Regions from separate parts of the Sus scrofa genome. Here all the other regions are linked to region 4. A link is a contact called in public Hi-C and HiChIP or PLAC-seq data. All regions are on one chromosome and are shown on one strand. The core of a region is the stretch at or near the end of the contact, and the rest is flanking DNA. Distances in the headings are between cores, read along the strand shown. Region 1 has its middle 100 kb from the start of CD44. Region 2 holds the start of CD44 (CD44 antigen). Region 3 overlaps CD44 (CD44 antigen). Region 4 overlaps SLC1A2 (excitatory amino acid transporter 2).

Evidence for each region. Hi-C and Micro-C count contacts between places; a contact is called where the count stands out from the background. HiChIP or PLAC-seq counts read pairs in DNA pulled down with a chosen protein or histone mark.
Region 1: an H3K27ac HiChIP or PLAC-seq map of alveolar macrophages shows a contact between it and region 4, with 8 times the contacts expected there. The contact joins two enhancer-like sites. A contact is called at or near these places in 1 of 47 Hi-C or Micro-C datasets (embryonic fibroblasts) and 1 of 2 datasets of contacts at active chromatin or transcription factors (alveolar macrophages).
Region 2: a Hi-C map of alveolar macrophages shows a contact between it and region 4, with 1.8 times the contacts expected there. The contact joins the promoter of CD44 here to the enhancer-like site in region 4. A contact is called at or near these places in 9 of 47 Hi-C or Micro-C datasets (alveolar macrophages, embryonic fibroblasts, fetal skeletal muscle and 4 more) and 2 of 2 datasets of contacts at active chromatin or transcription factors (alveolar macrophages and skeletal muscle).
Region 3: a contact with region 4 is called in an H3K27ac HiChIP or PLAC-seq map of alveolar macrophages. The contact joins two enhancer-like sites. A contact is called at or near these places in 1 of 47 Hi-C or Micro-C datasets (embryonic fibroblasts) and 1 of 2 datasets of contacts at active chromatin or transcription factors (alveolar macrophages).

What each region holds. Positions count from the first base shown.
Region 1 is chr2:25,781,081-25,786,182 of Sscrofa11.1, forward strand. No RefSeq gene overlaps it. Among named protein-coding and RNA genes, the nearest start is that of CD44, 100 kb to the right of the region's middle. Within about 2 kb of position 2,716, at least 19 of the 83 cell types and tissues checked have an H3K27ac peak or open chromatin away from gene starts, as enhancers often do. A contact at or near this core is called in alveolar macrophages, where this site is marked.
Region 2 is chr2:25,880,800-25,885,474 of Sscrofa11.1, forward strand. CD44 (CD44 antigen) reads right to left here and starts at 3,410. Exons shown (of 14, transcript XM_013994425.2): 1 at 3,162-3,410. The coding sequence starts at 3,264.
Region 3 is chr2:25,832,417-25,837,648 of Sscrofa11.1, forward strand. CD44 (CD44 antigen) reads right to left here. Exons shown (of 14, transcript XM_013994425.2): 5 at 3,527-3,757. Among named protein-coding and RNA genes, the nearest start is that of CD44, 49 kb to the right of the region's middle. Within about 2 kb of position 3,400, at least 2 of the 83 cell types and tissues checked have an H3K27ac peak or open chromatin away from gene starts, as enhancers often do. A contact at or near this core is called in alveolar macrophages, where this site is marked.
Region 4 is chr2:25,631,180-25,636,600 of Sscrofa11.1, forward strand. The region is part of intron 1 of SLC1A2 (excitatory amino acid transporter 2); the gene reads left to right. The region is part of intron 1 of LOC110259680 (a long non-coding RNA gene); the gene reads left to right. Among named protein-coding and RNA genes, the nearest start is that of SLC1A2, 30 kb to the left of the region's middle. Within about 2 kb of position 1,597, at least 9 of the 83 cell types and tissues checked have an H3K27ac peak or open chromatin away from gene starts, as enhancers often do. A contact at or near this core is called in alveolar macrophages, where this site is marked.

The DNA.
Region 1 (5,102 bases), core at 1,466-3,965, 150 kb after region 4:
TGTATAAGATACTGTTTTAAAAGAAAATGTGGACAATCAGTGTACCCTGACCCTTGCCGCCACCATCCAGGTGACCCAGTTCCACTCCCACCCCACAATCCTTTCGTACATGGACTCTCACCTTCACCTTCTTCCTTCTGCTTCTACTTTGAGGATTCAGGAACTGAAGTCAGTCAGGTAGCAGGATTCCATCTCTTTTTGGACCTGGCCTTGTTGGGGGGGATTCCAATGCGTCCTCTAGGGGGCGCATTATCAACAAAGTGGTTGAAACTAACAAGGAAAATAATCAGATTCTGCAAGGATGGAAATTCCATGGGAGAATTTCCATTGGTCCCATCCCTGGCTTGCCAGATGAACACACAGGACTCTCCTTAGTTAGATGTTACACAAGTCTCTAACTTTTGCCAAAGGAGAAAAGTGGTTTAAAATAAGGGATCAAGGGGAGTTTCCATTGTGGCTCAGTGATAAAAAACCCGACTAGTATCCACGAGGACTCAGGTTCAATCCCTGACCCCACTCAGTGGGTTAAGGATCCGGCATTGCACAGCTCTTCCTGAACTCCAGTAACCTTGCCAGTAACCTGAGCTGTGGTGTAAGTTGCAGACGCGGCTGGGATCCTGTGTTGCTGTGGCTGTGGCCTAGGCCAGTTGCTGCAACTCCGATTCAATTCCTAGCCTAGGAAATCCCATATGCTGCAGATGTGGCCCTAAAAAGCAAAAAATAAAAATAAAATAAGATAATAAAATGAAACCAACTGAAATAAGGAATCAGGAAATTCTTGTCTTTTGCAAGACATCCCAGCCTGGTGCTGCCCTAAGACAGAGCTGCACGTTGCCAGTGACTCTGTAGCCCAGTGCAGATCTTGTGCTTCCAAATGTGCTATGCCCCAGAGCCCATTGAAAAAGTGGCTTCAGAAGGCAGAGGGAAGAGAGGGCAGAATCCACCCTGCCCTGGGAGTGCAGCCAGCAAACCTCACTGAGAATCACAGAAGAGATGCTGCCATTATTGGGACTTTGGGCGGGGGGACCGCGTGCTTATTCTGATTTCTGTATCTGCTCTGTGCTGATGGTCCTCAGTAAATAAGTACCAACATTATTTCTGTTAGAGCAATTGTTCAAGTCTTGTCCGTCTTTGCCTTCCAATATTTGTATCCTTCTGACAGCTTTTCCTGACATTTCTGTCATTTCTTAATGAGACTGAAAGAATCCTAGGAGGAGGGGAAATAAAAAGCACAGCTCTTCCTGAACTTCAGTAACCTCGCCTGAAATTTGAATTGCCCTTAAGCCTTGAGTGCGGGAAACCTGTCTCTCCACTTCTGCTTGGAAGGGTTCCCAACGTTTGGGCCCGGGATCTTTTCGGCTCAGCCCCAACCATCTCCTCTTCCAACCTCATCTCCCACTTCCAACCCATCTCCTCTCTCTTCCCATCTAGGAGCTACCCTGAAGCTTGGCTCTGGCAGGGCCTCTGCGTGGTAAGATTGTGGTCACTAATAAGCCTTGATAATTTCACCCTTCCCTAGAAAACAGGAAGGGAAACTTTTTTTCCTTTCTGATGGTGTTTTGGCCATTTCAGGGTGGGAGGTTCTCGGGACCCAAATTCTTAGAAGGGTTTGGGAGGGGCTCTGAAATTCTTGGACTACCTCTGACTTCCCCGTCATCATGGTTCCGATTCTAAGTCCCTGCTATGTATTTTCGCAAGAAAAACATTGAGGATGATATCGGGAAGGAGGGAGGAAACTTGTGCACAGCTATCATATTCCTTGCATGCGACTCCCATTATTCTATTTAATCCCCCAGCCCTCTTTCTGGTGCTAAGTGCTCTTCCCCTTTTACAGATGAGGAAACTGAGGCACAGAGCCATTCAAGAACTTGTGAAGGTCATAAAGGGAGGAAGTGGCATGGGTTGGATTTGAATTCAGAGTCTCATTTTAAAGACCCCCGTTTTCTAACTAAACATTAGCTGCCTTTCATGAGGTTTTTGCCATTCCTCTTTACGGAGTTAGGAAGGAGGAAGTGGTTTGGACAAGACTCCTGGAAAACAGTAGTCATCCTCCGATGAAGCAAGCAGTCTGGAAACCCGAGAGGGGCAGGATTGAGGAGGCGGGCAATGGGCAAACTACTGGTGATGAAGACCAGATGTCAACACGGGCAAGGGGTGGGGTGGGTTATTGGGAAAGAACGATGGCTCAGGCAGACTGCTGTTTCCCCGGACCCTTCCCCCAGGGCATCACGGCAAAAATCACACGTAACGCGTGACTAGCTTCTTCCACTTCTGGTAAGCACGACTTCCATGAGGTCGTTCATGGCTTCCTAAATCAGTGCTATCACCCCTGCGCCCGGATGGTGCCTGCATCTTCACTTACTCATCCCTAAGCCCTTCCTGTGGTTTCTGAACACCTCCTTCCGCCCCATCGGGCACAGAGAGTGAGGGCGTGCTGACCTGGTTGGTGGCATTTGGAGACCATCTCAACTCTGACAGGCTCAATTTACCGAACTTCCGCCAATAGGCACTAAAGCACGTTAAGTCAGAGACGTTGGGAGGAGCTGAGCTCCATGCTAGAGCCCTTTCTATTCCTGTAATTGGGGGTCCTAAAAACTTGTTCAAATAAGAATTCTCCTTCAAGGGTTTTAGGGAAGAGACAGGTGTGTACACCCGGGTACCCGTAAATGCTCAGCAGATGGCACATGTTGAGGTGTATGGAGCTGGACCTTCCCTTGAGTGCTGGAGAGACAAAGCCAAATCCTGCCCTCCAGAGACCCACTATGTCCAGAGACAGGTTCATGGGCAAACTGATGAGGTGGCAGAGTACGACCTGCTTCAGGGCAAGGTGAAGAGGTGGCTCGGAGAGGAGAGAGAGGGCTCTGCCTGGGTGGGAGTGGGTGAGACTCCTTCCTGGAGGTCATGATCAAAGCCATGGGTGGTGCCCCAACTCTGGTTAATCTGCAGCCACAGCTCAACTAGCCAAGATTTCATCAAGGGACACCAGCTAATCTGCTTCCTGGTCTGCAGGAGCTTCAGCCTTGCTTGAAAAACAAAAGGCATTTCTGTTAAAATCCAAGAGCTTTTAGCAGAAACCTCATCCCTCGTGAGAGCCTTGGATTCTGAAATATTCTGGTTCCAGATAACCCTGAGTTAGTAGCCACGTGTATTTAAAAGTTGATGAGAGTTCTGAAAATTAGAGGCGGGTGGTGGAGAGAGACCTTAAGTACTTAGAGTGTGCCTGTGGAAGATGAATTCATATTCAGATAGGAATTAACATTTTTGAGGACCTGATACATGTCAGGCATTGTCATGTACTTATTACCTCATTTAATCGTCCTAACAACCCTGTAAAGGTTTTATTGTCCCTTTTTTATAGATGGAAAAAGTAAGACTCGAGAGTATTTAAGCTGTTAAGCAGTAGAGTCAGTATAAATCTCAGGTCTGTCTAATTCCAGAACTCGGGCCTCTTGCTACCGTACCAGGTAACCTCCCAAACAAGACTTAACACAGAATCCTGCTCCTTCCTTTTCTTATGAAGTTGTTTCTGGCTTTCCAAATGAATGCTATTATCAACACGGCCCACATGGTGTGTGTGTCTTAAGCGTAAACGTGAGAGGTGCCCTTGAGCATAAGGCTCTTTCAAAGCATCCGTCATAGGTTGATTGTGCTAATGGCCCTGATCACTGGCCTTGACCATTGTAACTACGCTTTTTGCGATAGGACCGTGCAGCTCCTCGCATTCAGAGGCGGAGTCTGTTTTCCAGCCTTCAAATCTGGGCTGCTCTCGAGCCTCGATTTGGCTGATAGTCTACGGTGTTGTGGCAAAGTGCCAGTTCTGGGCCTTGGCCTCCGGAAGTGTCGTGGGCATCTGCTCTCACTCGGAACTCTGCCAGGCCTGCATGCGATGGTTGAGGGCCTGTGGGGGACCCACAGAAAGAGACGCCAATGATCCTGGCCATCCCAGATAAGCCATGGTACATCAGCCAGCTTCTAGCTGCCCTGTTTGTTCGTTTGTTTTGTTTTTTTAATTAATTAATTTTTTAAAATTATTCAAATGAATTTATCACATCTGTAGTTGTATAATGATCATAACAATATAATTTCACAGGATTTCCATCCCATAACCCAAGCACATCCTCCCACCCCCCAAACTGCCTCCTTTGGAGACCATAAGTTTTTCAATGTCTGTGAGTCTAGCTGCCCTGTTTGTTAACCACAGCCAAGTGCATGAGTCGATGCTCAAGGGAGCCCTGGCCAGAAGCAGAAGCACCCAGTCAGTGGGTGGATTCTTGAGAAATAGCCGATGTTTGTTGTTTTAAGTGGCTTACTATGTTTTGAAGTAGTTTTAAATGCATCGAGTTAGCCGGTAAAACCAAAAAGTAATTTAAAAAATTTTATTATTATTATTATTTTTTCAGGGCTGCATGTATGGCATGTGGAAGTTCCAAGGTAGGGGTCAAATTGGTGCTGCAGCTGTAGGTTGACCCCACAGCCACAGCAACGCAGGATCTGAGCTGCATCTTCCAACCACACCACAGCTCAAGGCAATGCCGGATCCTTAACCCACTGAGTGAGACCAAGGATAGAACTCTCATCCTCATGGATACAAAAAAAATTTGGCTGGAGTTCCTGTCCTGGCTCAGTGGTTAACAAATCTGACTAGGAACCTTGCTCAGTGGGTTATAACGATCCGGCGTTGCCGTGAGCTGTGGTGTAGGTTGCAGATGTGGCTCGGATCCAGTGATGCTGCGGCTGCGGTGTAGGCTGGCGGCTACAGCTCCAATTCAACCCCTAGCCTGGGAACCTCCATATGCTGCGGGTGCAGCCCTAAAAAGACAAAAAGAAAATTTTGGCTGTCCCATGACTTGTGGATACTAGTCAGGTTCGTTAATGCGGAGGCACAATGGGAGCGCCCAAAAAGTGATTTTCTTTTAACCTAGAGGTCAATTATGCAAGACAAGACATGTATTGTTTCATTTATTCATCAGTAGTCCAGTTTGGACTGTTTGTTCCCCAGACATGCTGTCCAGTGGTCATCTCAGCATCTCCCTTTATCATCGTTTTCACCTTGGTTTCTGAATCGCCTGTTTTCCCCTCGCGTGGTAACTCCCTTGTTTTGA
Region 2 (4,675 bases), core at 2,160-4,659, 250 kb after region 4:
AGAGGCTCCTCCCCAGGAAGCAATTTTGCTTGATGATAAGCTATCATCGAGAATAAGATAGCTCCTTATTCTTATATTAAAGTCAAACTGGGAATATTGTGGAGGAAAATGCAAAGTTGTATTGAGTGTTTTAAGATAGCATTCAAGGCATGAAACAAACATCAGTGGACCCATGCTCTCCTGCCCACTGACGAGGGCAGAGGTGGGGCTCACAGCAGTCCTGGAGGATCGAGGTATTTCAGAGAACTGAGGTTGGGAAAGTGTCCTGCGCTCACTCTCTGTCCGAGAGAGGGGAAGTCACTTTTCTCTTTGGGGATCTGTTTCTTCCTCGGGAAAAAGAAAGGGTTTTTCTAAATGATCCTTGGAATCCCCATCTCTGAGTCTATGGCAATGAGTCAAGAAATATTTCTTGAATGAATGGAAGGGGATCTGTCATAAACTAAGAATTTCATGCCGCCCAGCATCCTCTGCTGCGTGGGGCAATTTGGAAAAAGAATGGAAACTTTTCCTATGAGCTGCTAGCCTCAAACACACCTACTTGGCACCTTGCCTTGGCAGGAAGTAAGATGTCCGTTGTGTGTCTATTTGGGGAACATCTGAAGTAATTGATGCTAACTAACCTCAGCACTGATGGAGTTTTGCTTCCTTGCTTCTTTGCCTGGGACAACACAGCCAAAGTCCAACTCCTGGAAGAGGGGGTCTCTAAAGCTCAGAGGGATCAGCAGGCTGCCTGCCACCCCCAAACCCCACTACTGTCAGATGCACCCCTCTTTCTAAACACCAGGAGTGAAATTCCTTAGCAATGACCTCTCACCCACAGAGGAGAGGAGAAGGAGAGGGACGAGGGCTCCCCCCAATGCCCGCCACCCAGGGCTACTTTATTCCTCCCACTGTGACACCCAGTTCAAGAGATCTATTCTCCAGCTTAAAGAGTCTGGGTCCAATGCTGCTTGAGTGCATTCGGCCACATCGCCACTTCTTGCTCTCCAGTAGGGAGATGGGAGCTTTCTTCCTTCCCGAAGCCTCGCCCCTTCCCACAGTTTCCTCACTGTCCTCCAGAGCCCACTGCCTCCACTAGCAGCGGGGCAACAGCAGAACCTCCCCGCCTCCTCTTTCTCCTTCCCTTCTCTGCCTGCCCAGCCCAAGCCTGCTGTTAAGTCACGTCTCCTTTCCAAGTCTCAGTTCCTTTCAAACAACTTTACAAGCACATGAAAGCCTGGGCCCCAGCAGTTATTGCTACAGGCACTTTTGGGCGCTTCCTCCAAATGATGCTGCCCAAAGGGACCACAAAAACTCCGGGCAGGAGAGCCTGCTGGTCTGGGGAGGAACTTCAAGGGTCAAGACAGTGCTGAATATTGGGGGATGGGGCCCTTAAGAAGAATCAGGGCTACAGGATGGAGGGAGTCAGGAGTCAGAATTCTCAGAAACAAAGCAGAAGATGACACAGGAACATAATGTACAAATAAACTTCCTTAGAGGTCACAGAGACACCAACCTGGTTCCTCTTCACTGAGACCAGGCTCAGGGCTCCCCCTGGAATCTTCCCCTCTTCTCTCCCCGCCCCAGCATTTCTGCCTTTCCACGGCTCCTTGGAGGTCTAGTTCCTTGCCTTTGAAAGCCTCCTCTAAGGGCTCTGGTCCACCACGACCCCACCTTCCATAAAATCTTTTCTGAGAGTCTGTCTATGCCACACACCCAGCCTAACATATTCTGATTAAGCAATAGGCTCAGGGGTCTGGTTCACACGACCACCCATCCTTCTGGCTGTGTGAACATCAGCAAGTCACTTAACCTCTCTGAGCTTCACTGTGTTTCCCTCCTGTAAAAAAAAAAAAAAAAAAAAAAAAAAGGCTAACAACACCACACTGGGCCATCACAAGGGTGAAATGAGATAACCCAAGTCAAGAATTCAGCACAGTGCCTGGCACAGCAAAAGTGCATAAGAAATAGTAGCTAGTGCAGTCATCCCTATTAATATTAATTATTATGATCGGTGATTACTTTTGTTCTGTTTGAGGAATCTACATCTTAGATCCCCACATGTCCTTCTAATGCACCCAACTAGGATTGTGTCTTTTACTTTCTTGGTACTCCCAGGGTTGTGTTTAATAAACACTTGCTGAGTGGAATTAACCATAGGTTGAGCTGTTCTAATGACCCAGCTGGCACTTCTTAAAAGAAAAATAATTAATTTTTCTAGCGATAACCAAATCAGCCATGTAATTATCTGTACCTCTATAGACAAAAGAAAGGAATGCTTGGAGTTCAGCCTCACCAATACATCACACACAGCCTCTCCCCCCAACAGCCACTGAAGGGCATGGAGCCTATTGGGATGGGATATTGGCAGCCCCAGATCCAGGATTCCTGATGCCACCCTGGTGCCCAGGTTCCCCCATCCTGCCTAGAGGCTGCCAGGCAGGGAATACGAGCCACATCGCTGCTGGCTGGATTTCCCCTAACTGATCGGCAGAAGCAGGAGGTTGCCAGGACCTAGCAGCTGGCCCAGTCAGTGCCTCTCCTATTCACACTCCCTGACCCAGGCTGGCACCTCGTGGAGACCCAGAACCTTGCCACAGTGCTGGTTCAGGTTCCCACAGTGTTAAGATCCTTAGTGACTGGAGCCAACTGTAAGAGCCTTGGAACCCAGGACCCCTTTCTAGAAAGCTCATGGCCACCAGCCCTCACACATAGCCACTGTGCCCACCTCTATGGCCACCTCGCCAACAGCCCTGCCTCTGCCCTAGCCCCTGTCCCTGCCCTGCCCAGCTCTGCCCGGCCACAGCCCAGCCGGGCTTCCAGCGCCCTTGGGCACCAGAGCCTGTTAGTCCAGACGCGCGGGCTGTGCGCGCCCAGGAATACAGTTACTTTCTGCCTTGTGCTTCTAGGGCTCCAACAACCTCACCCAAAACTGCGCGCCACCGCCGGCAGCCTGCCCAGCAAACTTTTCTTCGTTCTTTCTCTTTTCAACAAAACGGTGCTTTCCACCAACAGGCTCTCCACCAGCTTAGCGCAAATCCGTGCCCGGCTCTCCTTCCCCAAATCCCAGCCGCTCGCCGCCCACTTGACTCAGGTGCCCCAGGGCCAACTCAACCCGCGCGACTGCCGGCGGGTCCCGGCCACTCCTGTCACTCCCTCCCACCGCCTCGGCAGGCACTCACCGATCTGCGCCAGGCTCAGCTGCACGAGGCAGAGTCCCCAAGCTGCGCGCCACCAAAAGGTGTCCATGGCGTCGGAACGACGGAGAGAGTGAGCGGGTGACATGGAAGGGCCGGGGCGCTGGGCGGGGGCCGGCAGAGCACTGGACGAGCAGGGCGCCAGAACCTGTCCGAGGCTGGGGTCCGGCTGGCAGTGAGGGCGCCTGGGAAGTTGGGTGCAGTTTTTATTCGAGGGTTGAGTGAGTGACCTAAGAGGGAGGGAGCGAGCGGAGGACACACCCAAGCGAGGGGGCTGTGACTAAGCAGCCGGCAGAAGTTTAAAGACGTACCGGCTCTCCTTGGCGCTGGCCTCGCTGCCCCCGCCCCCTTCTCCACGGAGATGGTAACACCGGGTGCCAAAGCGGGTGCCCCGGGGGGCCGCGGGGTTCCATCGTACCGGGAGGCACCGGCTTTCCGCTCCAGAGGCGACTGGGAGCCCAGCCTTTGGACGCAGCAGGGAATGACTGAGTCGTAAAACTTCAGCCCTTTGGGATCAGCCTCTGGCTTCTCCTCTTTACTGTTTCTCTTTGCATCTGGCTGGGGAGCTCTTCTCCCTGGGTTTTCAGAGGCAGCTGGATATTCTGGGAGAAGAGCTGGGACAGAGCCAGGTCCTGCCCTGGAGAGTGGTGCTTCCCTGCCCATGATGGGGAGCTTGTGATTCTTCCCAGGGAAGAGAGGAAGTGCACATTCTTCTTCCCTCGAAGGAGAAGGAAGTTCACAGCCTCAGGTGGATTTTTGATTCTTATCAGGACCACTCAGAGAAGGCTAATGATAACCAGCCACTGACCCACCTGTTATCATCCAGCCTCAGGCTGGCACCTGGAACCATCCACCCATTCATCCACGCACTCACTCACACACTCATTCATCCTCCCAAGTATCCTTCCATCCACTGATTCATCTCTCTACCCATCTTACCTTACCTCCCTCCAGGGCTCGTGCATCTGTCCATCCAGTAGACACTCACAGCCATCCATCCTTCTTTCCATGCATTTATCTAACCACATATCCTTCCAACCACCCTCTCATCCAGCTTCTCATCCAGCTGTCCTTAATCTTTTCATATTTCTTTGTTTTTTTTTTTTGTTTTTTTTTTTTTTTTTTTTTGTCTTTTTGCTATTTCTTGAGCCACTCCCGCGGCATATGGAGGTTCCCAGGCTAGGGGTCCAATCAGAGCTGTAGCCACCGGCCTACACCACAGCCACAGCAACGCAGGATCTGAGCCGCGTCTGCGACCTACACCACAGCTCACGGCAACGCCGGATCGTTAACCCACTGAGCAAGGGCAGGGACCGAACCTGCAACCTTATGGTTCCTAGTCGGATTCTTTAACCACTGCACCACTACGGGAACTCCTCATATTTCTTTGTAAATCCACATCCATCTATACACTGTCCTCGTCTCCTTCCATCCACCCGTATATCTCATCATACATGTATCCATCCATTATTCGCCCATCCACCCATCCATCCTCCACA
Region 3 (5,232 bases), core at 2,150-4,649, 200 kb after region 4:
ATTTTTTTTTTTGTCTTTTTTTTGGTCTTTTTGCCTTTTCTAGGACCGCTCCCACGGCATATGGAGATTCCCAGGCTAGGGGTCTAATCGGAGGTGTAGCCACCGGCCTACGCCAGAGCCACAGCAACCGGGACCGAGCCGTGTCTGCAACCTACACCACAGCTCACGGCAACGCCGGATCCTTAATGCACTGAGCAAGGCCAAGGATCGAACCTGCAACCTCATGGTTCCTAGTCGGATTCGTTAACCACTGCGCCACAACGGGAACTCCCTAGCTGAGATTTTTAAAAACTATTTCGAGTCATACACCTTTGAAAACTTGACATAAATCATGGCTTCTCTTCTTTAAAACGAGATCCTACACACACATATTTTCAACATTTTGCGTATTTTTTCTGGTGGCTCTTGAATGCCTGTCATAACTACTAGAACCTACTCCAGGTTAAAAGCTATACACACCCAATGTCAACCACCTACACAATATGTGCTATGCTACAAAGGACACATTTGCACAGAACAGACTAAAGAGATAGAAGTCATTTCCACCAGTGATGCCCTCAGATAAACCTGGACATCCTCCCTGGAAAATCTATAGACACCCATTGGTACCTCAGAAATGTTATTAAAGATGCAGAACTCCAGCCACCATTGCCCATTAGGTGGAGACCAATGGGAGGTAAATATACAAGAGAAAGACAGAAATAGGCATTATTTCTGTTTTCCTAAAATGAGTTTTATGATATTCAGGGAAAATGAAAAAAGCTGCTGCTTCACCAGAAGTTTTCAATTTCTCCAACCGAGTAGATCATGCCAGACCAAAAAAAAAAAGAAAAAGAATAAGAAAAAAAAATATATGTACATACATATATTTCTTTTACAACCAGAAGACAAGGAAAGGGTTTTCCAAGGCAGGAGTCTACTTCCCAAATTAGTTTTTGGATTCCAAAGAATCCAAAGTTTTTGGATTCCAAAGAATTCCAGATCACCAACAGAAAAGAGGCTGATGACATTCCTCCAGGAAGGCACTTCCAAAAACATTTATAATAAAAAGCTTGCTGGAAGTCAAAACCTACCTAGATGGTTGTTCGCACTGGCTCTCCCTATTGCCACCCACTAAGGACCCTTAAGGATGGACTGAGCTACATAAGCCAAAGACGCACTTCTGTGTGCTCAGGCAGCCCGCCTCTTGACCTCTGCCCTCCTGTGTGCATTAGGGAGGATTTGCAATCATTCCTTCTCAGTAAGTCCCAACACCTGGTCCTGAATCATGAGGTTTGGGCACTCTCCTCACTGGGCTTGGAAAATATGGTTATTCAGGAACTTTTTAGCGCTAACTTGTTCAAGTACGCCATATGCTATGTTTAAGTTTCTACCTGATTGTTTTTGGTTTTTTTTTGATACCTTCTTGGAGTTGATTTATTTGGAGCTGACATATTGGATCCTAGAACTCCACTATGACTCTCAGGTTGGCACTGGACTGACTCTGCTGGACAGACTTCTCTCTCTTCCTAAACTACTAAAAGAAACTTAGCTACCTACGTGCTCTGAAAGAGGAAAGCATGATTCTTTTCTCAACTGAAATCCTGAACTATGTTTTATTAAGGAAACATATGATAAGCTTAATCTTTTCCTTGATTTTTGAACAGTCTATAGGCTCCAGGAAAGTAGGTCCAACTCTGCGTCCCCAGGAACCAGAGCAACATCTGGCACAGAGAAGACCTCAAATATCCGTTGAATGAATGACTAGCTTAATAATCCTTACATCTCCTCAATATTATTTTCTAATGGTGTTTACTACTGGATCCCAAGCATTAGAATAGCTTGGTACATAGTAGGTCTTCAAAATATATTTGCTGACTAACTTTGGTAGGAAAGGTGCAGTCTTTAAAAGATGTGCTATGAATATTTATAAAATGTCCTCATTGCCTTTTCTAAAGCACATATGAAATGCACACTAGTTTATGTAGTCTGTTAGCAGCTTAAATGTTCATTTCCTCTTCATATTTTGCCACGATGTTCTCCTTTGGGGGGAAATGGTCCTTTAGGACAGATCTGATCTGCCTCCTGCTGAAACCTCTAATTGTCATGTTTGCCAACACTGGACAAAATCACGTGCCCTGATGATAAGTACCTTCGATGTGGCTAATTTGCAAAAGGCAGAGAAGTCAAGAAGCAGCGAGTAACAGGCAGCCCCACACGGTTGGTTTGCAGAAGCTTCTCTCTCAAGAAGGGTGGTCCATGGGATTATAGATAATACAGTGGAACAATCTCCAGAGAGCCAATACTCCAGGAAATCATGGGAAATTTGAAAAACGTGTTTTTTGGAATGTTTCAAAGCATCTACGGAGAATGACCAGAACCCAACCCTATTTGTACCGCCCCCTCAGCCAGATGCTAACAGAAATTTAAAAGGCTGAGAAAGTAACATTGCATTACATCATAGCACTCTGGTAAATTCCCAATTCCCTGGCTTTTGGGTGGTGAGGAATAGAAAAGGGCCCCGTCTTGAGCATTTGCAAACCAGAAGATTTCCACCACACTCTTTGGAGCCCAGAGTTCTACCCCTCAAGAGCCATAGCCAGGGAAAGAGAAAATCCACATCATACTAAGAAAGCTCCTAAAGAAGCAGATGGCCTATTCGAGTCTGAATAATCCTGCACAGAAGAACACGGCCAATCTGGAAACCCGTCTGAAAACAAACCATAGGGAAAAAGAAAAGAGAGAAGCAGAGAAGGAGACCAGAGGAAGATGTAAACACTTTCCCATGAAAGTAAAGCACCAGGGGCCAGAACCCCAAGAAATCTTATGCAATGTTTACGTATCTCCACTCTAGCAGTCCCAAAGTAATGAGTTCACAGACGAAACCAAGCAAGTTTTAAGAGCCTCTCCCCACCAGCTGGAATATAAAACTCAAGCAGATTTTTTTTCACCAATGTACCAAATTGATTGTTCCAACGGCACTAATATAGTTTCTGAAGGAGATTTGATTTGACCAGATAACTCCTTCAGATATGCTTCCTTAGACCAAAAACAAAGGAATTGTTTAGTAGATCATGGGTAGTGAATATGACAAATTATTACACAATTAATATGACTATACATCAGGCTAAAACATAAAAATAAAAAAATTAAGCTGCAGAAAAGTAGCAAATGGAAATGGTAAGCATACACTATGATCCCAAATTTGTGAAAACAATCTTATCCATAAATGAATAAGAACAAGAAGGAAACCTGCAAAAATGAAAACAGTTTCTGCATCAGGCTTGACTTGTCCCCATATTTCTGGGACAAGAGAACAAGGGAAGTTCTTCTAAAAAACTTCCAATATGCCACTTCCAGTATACTGAAAGAAAAAAAAAATTGTTGGCAGTAGCTGTCCACGCATACAGCGCACTGACAACCACAGGAGCCCCGCCGCATGACGTCACCACTTTCTAGAGACAGGGATAATCAACGCACGAGGAAAATCAGAGCTGTTTTTGCAAACGAATCGCTATTGGAAAGATCAGGGATTCATTCTCCTTACTGGTAGCTGGGGTATCCTCCGGGTTGCTAGAGACCCAAGGACCTTCTTGGTCTGGGTGCGTAGTAGTCGGAAGGTGGGTGTGGAAGATGCTGTAACCCCCGGAAGTGCTTCTTTCACTGGATGATCCACTGCTCATATCATCCTCCGGAGCCATGTTGGGGTTGATGTCCTCGGGGTTGGTCCTGTATTCACCTTTCTTGGTGTAGCGGGTGCCATCGCGGTTAACAATAGCTGGCAGACAGAGAAGGCACTTTCAGAACTTGGCCGCTGACACTCTCTGACTATAGGAAAGACTGTGGCTTATCCTATAAGGCAGTGACTTCAAAGCTGTTTTTGTTTGTTTCTGTTAAGCAAAATAACATCTAACTACCTACCTCCTGTTGGGGGCACAGAGTGAACAGTGCACTATGAACATGAACCTTCCCCCATTCACCCACCCACCCTGGAAATGGGGACAGGGAAAGAGGGTGTCTAGAGCTCTTTTAGGGCCGCACCCTCGGGCATCTGGAAGTTTCCAGGCTAGGGGTCAAATCGGAGCTGCAGCTGCCTGCCTACACCATCAAACCCACATCCTCATGGATCCTAGTTGGGTTTGTTAACCACTGAGCCATGAAGGGAATTCCTGGAATCCCACTTTGTGTGGCTCTTGACAAGGTGGGTAACTCTCTGAGCTTCAGTTTCATCTTATGTAAAATATGGGTAACACTACCTCCAATTATGAGCACGATATGATACACTGCATGGAAAAGGCTTGGTGTAGTTATTCAAAATAGAGTTGGTGCTCAATAAATGGTCTTTCTCCCGCCTGGTCCCTACCTCCCTTCTCAATACATGTAATATGTATTGCTATTAATTTCATCTATTTCAAGCAAGAATTTGAAACAGGCGACAGAGAGACTGTTGGTCTCAACAGGACATATACAAGCATAATGCATTTATTTGTGCCTCACTTTATTGAGCTCACAGATATTGTGCTTTTTACAAACGGAAGGTCTGTGGCAACCCTGTGTTGTCAGATAATGGTTAGCATTTTTTAGCAATAAGATATCTTTAATTAAGGTTAAAGATAGCATTTTTTAGCAATAAGATATCTTTAATTAAGACATGTACATTGTTTTTTTTTTTTAAACATAATGCTATTGCACATTTGAACTACAATGTTGTGTAAATGTACCTTTTATATGTGCTGGGAAGCCAAAAAGTGTACGGCAATATGTGCTTTATTGAGGTGGTCTGGAACCGAACCTGCAATATCTCCAAGGTAAGCCTGTATATTTGCAGAGTCATGAAGAACGAGATTTTCTTTCTAAGGGGCCCATTTGTCAGTTTAAATGAACTCCCATCCTGGCTAAGAAATTGGTGTACTTAAATATTGACAGAGCCTCTGTCATCTCCTGTGAAATTCAACCTGAAATGAAGAAGTATGGGGGTCTAAAAAGATCGAAATCTTTGGTTTAAACAAGCAAATGACTAGAATGACAGGAGAAGAAAGCGCAAGAAGGAATTTGTTCACTCTTCCCCTCTCAATGGGTTATCTGCTTTCAGGTACGGGTCACTCCCTGTCCAAGGGTACCTTTAGCTGACATGATTTTCTGCTGTATTGCCTTGGTAGGACTAAAGATTCCTCTGTTGCCCTATCCAGCTTGTCCAAGTAGAGGTATTAATAAACCAGAAATTAAAAAACATGCCAACTCTCACTTGCCCTA
Region 4 (5,421 bases), core at 347-2,846:
TAAACGTCTGCCGTTTATTTGAAACTCAAGGCCACTCTCACGTCATGCCACGTTTCCAGTGGTCCATCACTAAATCGGACAGCACAGCTTCGGGTGGTGCTTCTTAAACTGTGTGTCCTGACCATTCGGTGGGTCAAGAAATCAATTTATTAGAAAAAAGTGAAATTAAAAAAATGAATAGAAGAATAGAATCTATCAGAGAACATTTCGTATGGAAAGAGTGTGGGTCATTTGCTGCGATTGTGTGTGTGTGTGTATGCTTGCACATGTATGGATGTGTGCTTATGTATGCATGCTTGCGTGTATGTTGTGTGTATATGCATGTGTGTGTGCTTACATGTATGTGTGTGCTGGGTCATACTGAGGAACATCGGCTATATTTCTTCCTGTGGGTCATTGTCAAACATGCTTGAAATTGACTGATTGACAGATGAAAATCAAGTTGTTTTTTTAAATCAGGCTAAATGAGGAGTTCCTGTCGTGGCTCAGCGGTAACGAACCTGACTAGTATTTATGAGGACAAGGGTTTGATCTCCGGCCTTGCTCACTGGGTTAAGGATCTGACATTGCCGTGAGCTGTGGTGTAGGTCGCAGATGCCACTTGGATCTGGAGTTGCTGTGGCTGTGGTTTGGGATGGCAGCTGTAGCTCCAATTTGACCCTTAAGCCTGGGAGCTTCCATATGCCACAGGTGTGGCTGTAAATAAAAGCAAAAATAAATAAATAAATAAATAAAATCAGGCTGAGGCGTTAGCAGCTTTGCCAGGGCTGTGCCAAAGCTATCCATTGACCACGTGACATGTGTAAAACCAGTCAAACCAGTTACTAAATGTCAGGCTGACCACTTCAAAAATACAAATCAGAATTCTCAACTTTTAAAAGTTTGACTTTATTATCGCTATGCTTAGTTTCAAAGGATCCTCATTTTACAGATAGTGAACAGAAACCCGAGAGGTGGCATGCATAATCAAGATCCCAGACAGGAGCCGTGCTTCAGGGTAAAAATGAGACCAGCCTTGGGTCCAGCTCAGGAACAGCTCCTGCTTCACGTGTCCACCTGTGCATGTGGATGGACACCTGGGCCAACTCACCTGGTGACTTAAGTGTCACGAGGTATTTTGCTTGGAACTTTGGAATATAAGAAACAAAAGTTAAAGAGATACTGTGTTGAAGTCGTTCCTTCTCTTCTTGATTCTTTTTTTTTTTTTTTTTTTTGTCTTTTTGCCGCGCCTGTGGCATATGGAGGTTTCCAGGCTAGGGGTCCATTCGGAGCTGTAGCCGCCAGCCTATGCCAGAGCCACAGCAAAGTGGGATCCAAGCCCCATCTGAGACCCACACCACAGCTCACGGCAACGCCGGACCCTTAACCTGCTGAGCAAAGCCAGGGATCGAACCCGCAACCTCATGGTTCCTAGTCGGATTCGTTAACCACTGAGTCATGATAGAAATGCCCGTCTTGATTCTTTCATTGATTCTTCCGCACATTTTTCTGAACATTCAAAACCAAAAGTGAAGTAGGTTCAGGCTCTGGTGCTCTAGCAGTGCATGATCCAGAAGGAGAGTTGTCTTTCCAAGTGTGTCTAAGAAGCGGAGGAGTGTGTCAGAGGAGGTGTGTCAGAGGAAGCGGAGGAGAGCATGTTGTTGCATTTGGTTCATAACTTCATAAGAAATGAAAATAGGAAATTGAGGGAGTTCCCGTTGCGACACAGTGGAAACAAATCTGACTAGGAACCATGAGGTTGCGGGTTTCATCCCTGGCCTCGCTCAGCAGGTTAAGGATCTGACGTTGCCATGAGCTGTGGTGTAGGTCACAGATGCAGCTCGGATCTGGCGTTGCTGTGGCTGTGGTGTAGGCTGGCACCTGTAGCTCTGATTAGACCCCTAGTCTGGGAACCTCCATATACCACAGGTGCAACCCTAAAGAGACAAAAAAAAAAAAAAAATAGGACATTGATAAAATTTAACCCCTGCACACCCAATCCCTCGTTAGCTGTGTGATGAAAGACATTTTAAATAACTTGTATAGTAAAAAGTATTTAAGGTCCATTTTCCTGAAATAAATTCTGAAATATCCCCCTCCTGGTTGGGTTCAGTTTTCTTCCTTTCCTACAGGACTGGGATGTAGAAAAAAACACAGATTTTGGATTCAGGCTGACTTGGGTACAAATCCTGCCTGCACAGCATCTGGGCGGTAAAACTTAGCCATGGTCTCTAAGGCTCAGCTTCCTTGTCCATAAAATGGAGATAATAATTTTAGCCTCATAAGTTTGTAGTAAAGATTAGTTGGGGAAATGTATATTAAGATAAAATAGTTTAAGTGTGGAAAAATGCTTTTATATCTGAATTTTTGATATGAATATGTTTTCATAATAATAGAGCGAAGTTGAGTATAGAAATGATGTAGTTTTTTCACTTCTTCTTCCTTCCAGAAGGGTGCAGTGTAAGGCCAAGAAATGCTTTCTTTCAGTTATTTTCCTGTCCTGATATTTAATGACTGCATTTTTAAGATATCTTTTCTCCACCCGTTCCCATCTCATTCTCACACATATCCAGTTTCCATCAGGAATTCGATGTTAGAGGAAAAAATGGCCTCTTTTTCTGATACTTAAAAATAAACCACGACAAATAAGGACTTTGAGTTGTTGCCATGACTGCCAAACCCTCTCCTGCCCATTATCCAGAGTAAATTATTTATTTTTTTGTTTTGTTTTTTTTTGGGGGGGGGTGCAGATTTGGGGCCACAGGTGCGGCATATGGAGGTTCCCAGGCTAAGGGTTGAATTGGAGCTGTCGCTGCCAGCCTACACCACAGCCACAGCAACACCGGATCCTTAACCAACTGAACCGGGCCATGGATCACACCTGCATCCTCATGGATGCTGGTTGGGTGTGTTTCTGCTGAGCCACAGTGGAAACTCCCAGAGTAAATTATTAATGAGCTCGTCCAGGACTGTTTATCAGTAAACACACAGGTTGTTCTAAGGGGAAGGTTGTATGACTCTGGTAGGGAGAGTGAGGTTGCAGTGCTGGGAAAGTTGGTGGTGGTGGGGGGGTGCTTGCTTCTCAGCCTCCGTCCACAGGGAAAGACCTGAATGAGCCAGCCATTTGCATGAGATCCTCTTCAGTGGCCAAAAAGTCTGTTTTCCTGGCATTTCAGGTGCTTACAAGGCTGAGTGCCTCTCTGAGTCACTTTTCCAGAAGCAAGATGCTTTAAACGAGCACTTTCTCTCATTCCCAGAAAGGGTTGACCCATTCCTGCTCAGATAATCCTTCCCAGAAATTAAGACAGCCATCCAGGGAGTTCCCGTCGTGGCGCAGTGGTTAACGAATCCGACTAGGAACCATGAGGTTGCGGGTTCGGTCCCTGCCCTTGCTCAGTGGGTTAAGGATCCGGCGTTGCCGTGAGCTGTGGTGTAGGTTGCAGACGCGGCTCGGATCCCGCGTTGCTGTGGCCCTGGCGTAGGCTGGTGGCTACAGCTCCGATTCGACCCCTAGCCTGGGAACCTCCATATGCCGCGGGAGCGGCCCAAGAAATAGCAACAACAACAACAACAACAACAACAAAAAAGACAGCCATCCATGGTGTTTGGTTGACCAGCCACAAATTCGTATACAAATTCCACGGGAGAGAGCGGGGAGGCCACTGGAAGCCGAGAACGTCAGGAAGTATATGTTTGCAACTTATTGAGATAGAAATGGCTGTCCTTGTTTGGGTTTTTTTTGTTTGTTTGTTTCTTTTTTTTCTTTTTTGCCATTTTCCTGGGCTGCTCCCATGGCATATGGAGGTTCCCAGGCTAGGGGTCCAATCTGAGCTGTAGCCACCGGCGTGCACCACAGCCACAGCAATGCGTGATCCAAGCCGGTTCTGTGATCTGCACCACAGCTCACGGCAACGCCAGATCCTTAACCCACTGAGCAAGGGCAAGGATCAAACCCACAACCTCATGGTTCCTATTCGGATTCATAAACCACTGAGCCACGACGGGAACTCCTGTCCTTGTTTTTATTTTAACAAGAAGCACGACCCATTTGCCATGGAAAAGCTTCTCAGACGAGGTCATTTTGAGCCCATTTACTTCACTTTTCTGAGCCTCAGTTTCTACATATGTGATATAGGGTTGACCAAATCTTTTAGGAATGGTCGCGAGGGTAAATGCATAGAAAACATGTAGCAAATTTCCTGGCCCTCAGTAAGCCTTTAGTAGCTGCCGTTCTTAAACTGGTTGATCCCTGCACCATATATCCGTATTTCTCTAACATCGCTGAATCTCCTGAAATCTATTAGGATATTCAAACAAAAAGCCTGTTAAAGCTGATTTTATTTTCATTTTCAAGAATAAGGGAGTTCCCGTCGTGGCTCAGTGGTTAACGAATCCGACTAGGAACCATGAGGTTGCGGGTTTGATCCCTGGCCTTGCTCAGTGGGTTAAGGATCTGGCGTTGCTGTGGCTGTGGTGTAGGCCGGTGGCTACAGCTCAGATTGGACCCCTAGCCTGGGAACCTCCATATGCTGCGGGAGTGGCCCAAGAAAGGGCAAAAAGACAAAAAAAAACAAAAACAAAAACAAACTAAGAATTGATTTTCTTTCACTTTCTTTCAGAAGAAAATGCCAGACACTGCCACCCCAGTCATAACATACTGATGCCTTTTCTTCAGTATTGAATTTTGGTTTCTACTAACCATCTCCGAATTTCATTGAAATGGTGTCTGAGGGTGTCAGTGTCTGAAGGTATCTAGAAAACCTGTGCATTTTAAAAGACATGCACCTTTACTGACACAGTAAAAGAGTGAGAGATGAGAGAAGGCAAGATGGGCCTAAGAATTTAGGTCTTCCACTGAAGAGAAAAACCTGGCCATGTGGAGGAAACATAGCAAGGAATGTAGGTAAGGCCCAGAGCTAACAATGTCTAAAGGCTGGTTTTTCCTCATTGCTTTCTGTCTCCTTTGCCTAAATTCTTCTAATTTTGATGAGACAAATACCTGTAGGGTCAAGATAAAGAAATTATCATAGGAAGAGTTCCCGTCGTGGCTCAGTGGTTAACAAATTCAACTAGGAACCATGAGGTTGCGGGTTGGGTTCGATCCCTGCCCTTGCTCAGTGGGTTAAGGATCCGGTGTTGCCGTGAGCTGTGGTGTAGGTTGCAGATGTGGCTCGGATCCCACGTTGCTGTGGCTCTGGTGTAGGCTGGCAGCTACAGCGCCGAATGGACCCCTGGGAACCTCCATATGCCTCAGGAGTGACCCAAGAAATGGCAAAAAGACAAAAAAAAAAATGGAAAAAGAAAAGAAAGAAAGAAATTATCACAGGAGTTTGGTTAGACGATGAATCCGGGGAGAGCATATGGGCTAGCCTGGCTCCTGGTGGAATTGGTTTTCTGAGATAACTTACAGGTCCCAAATGGTGTGCCTATAAGGAATTCCAA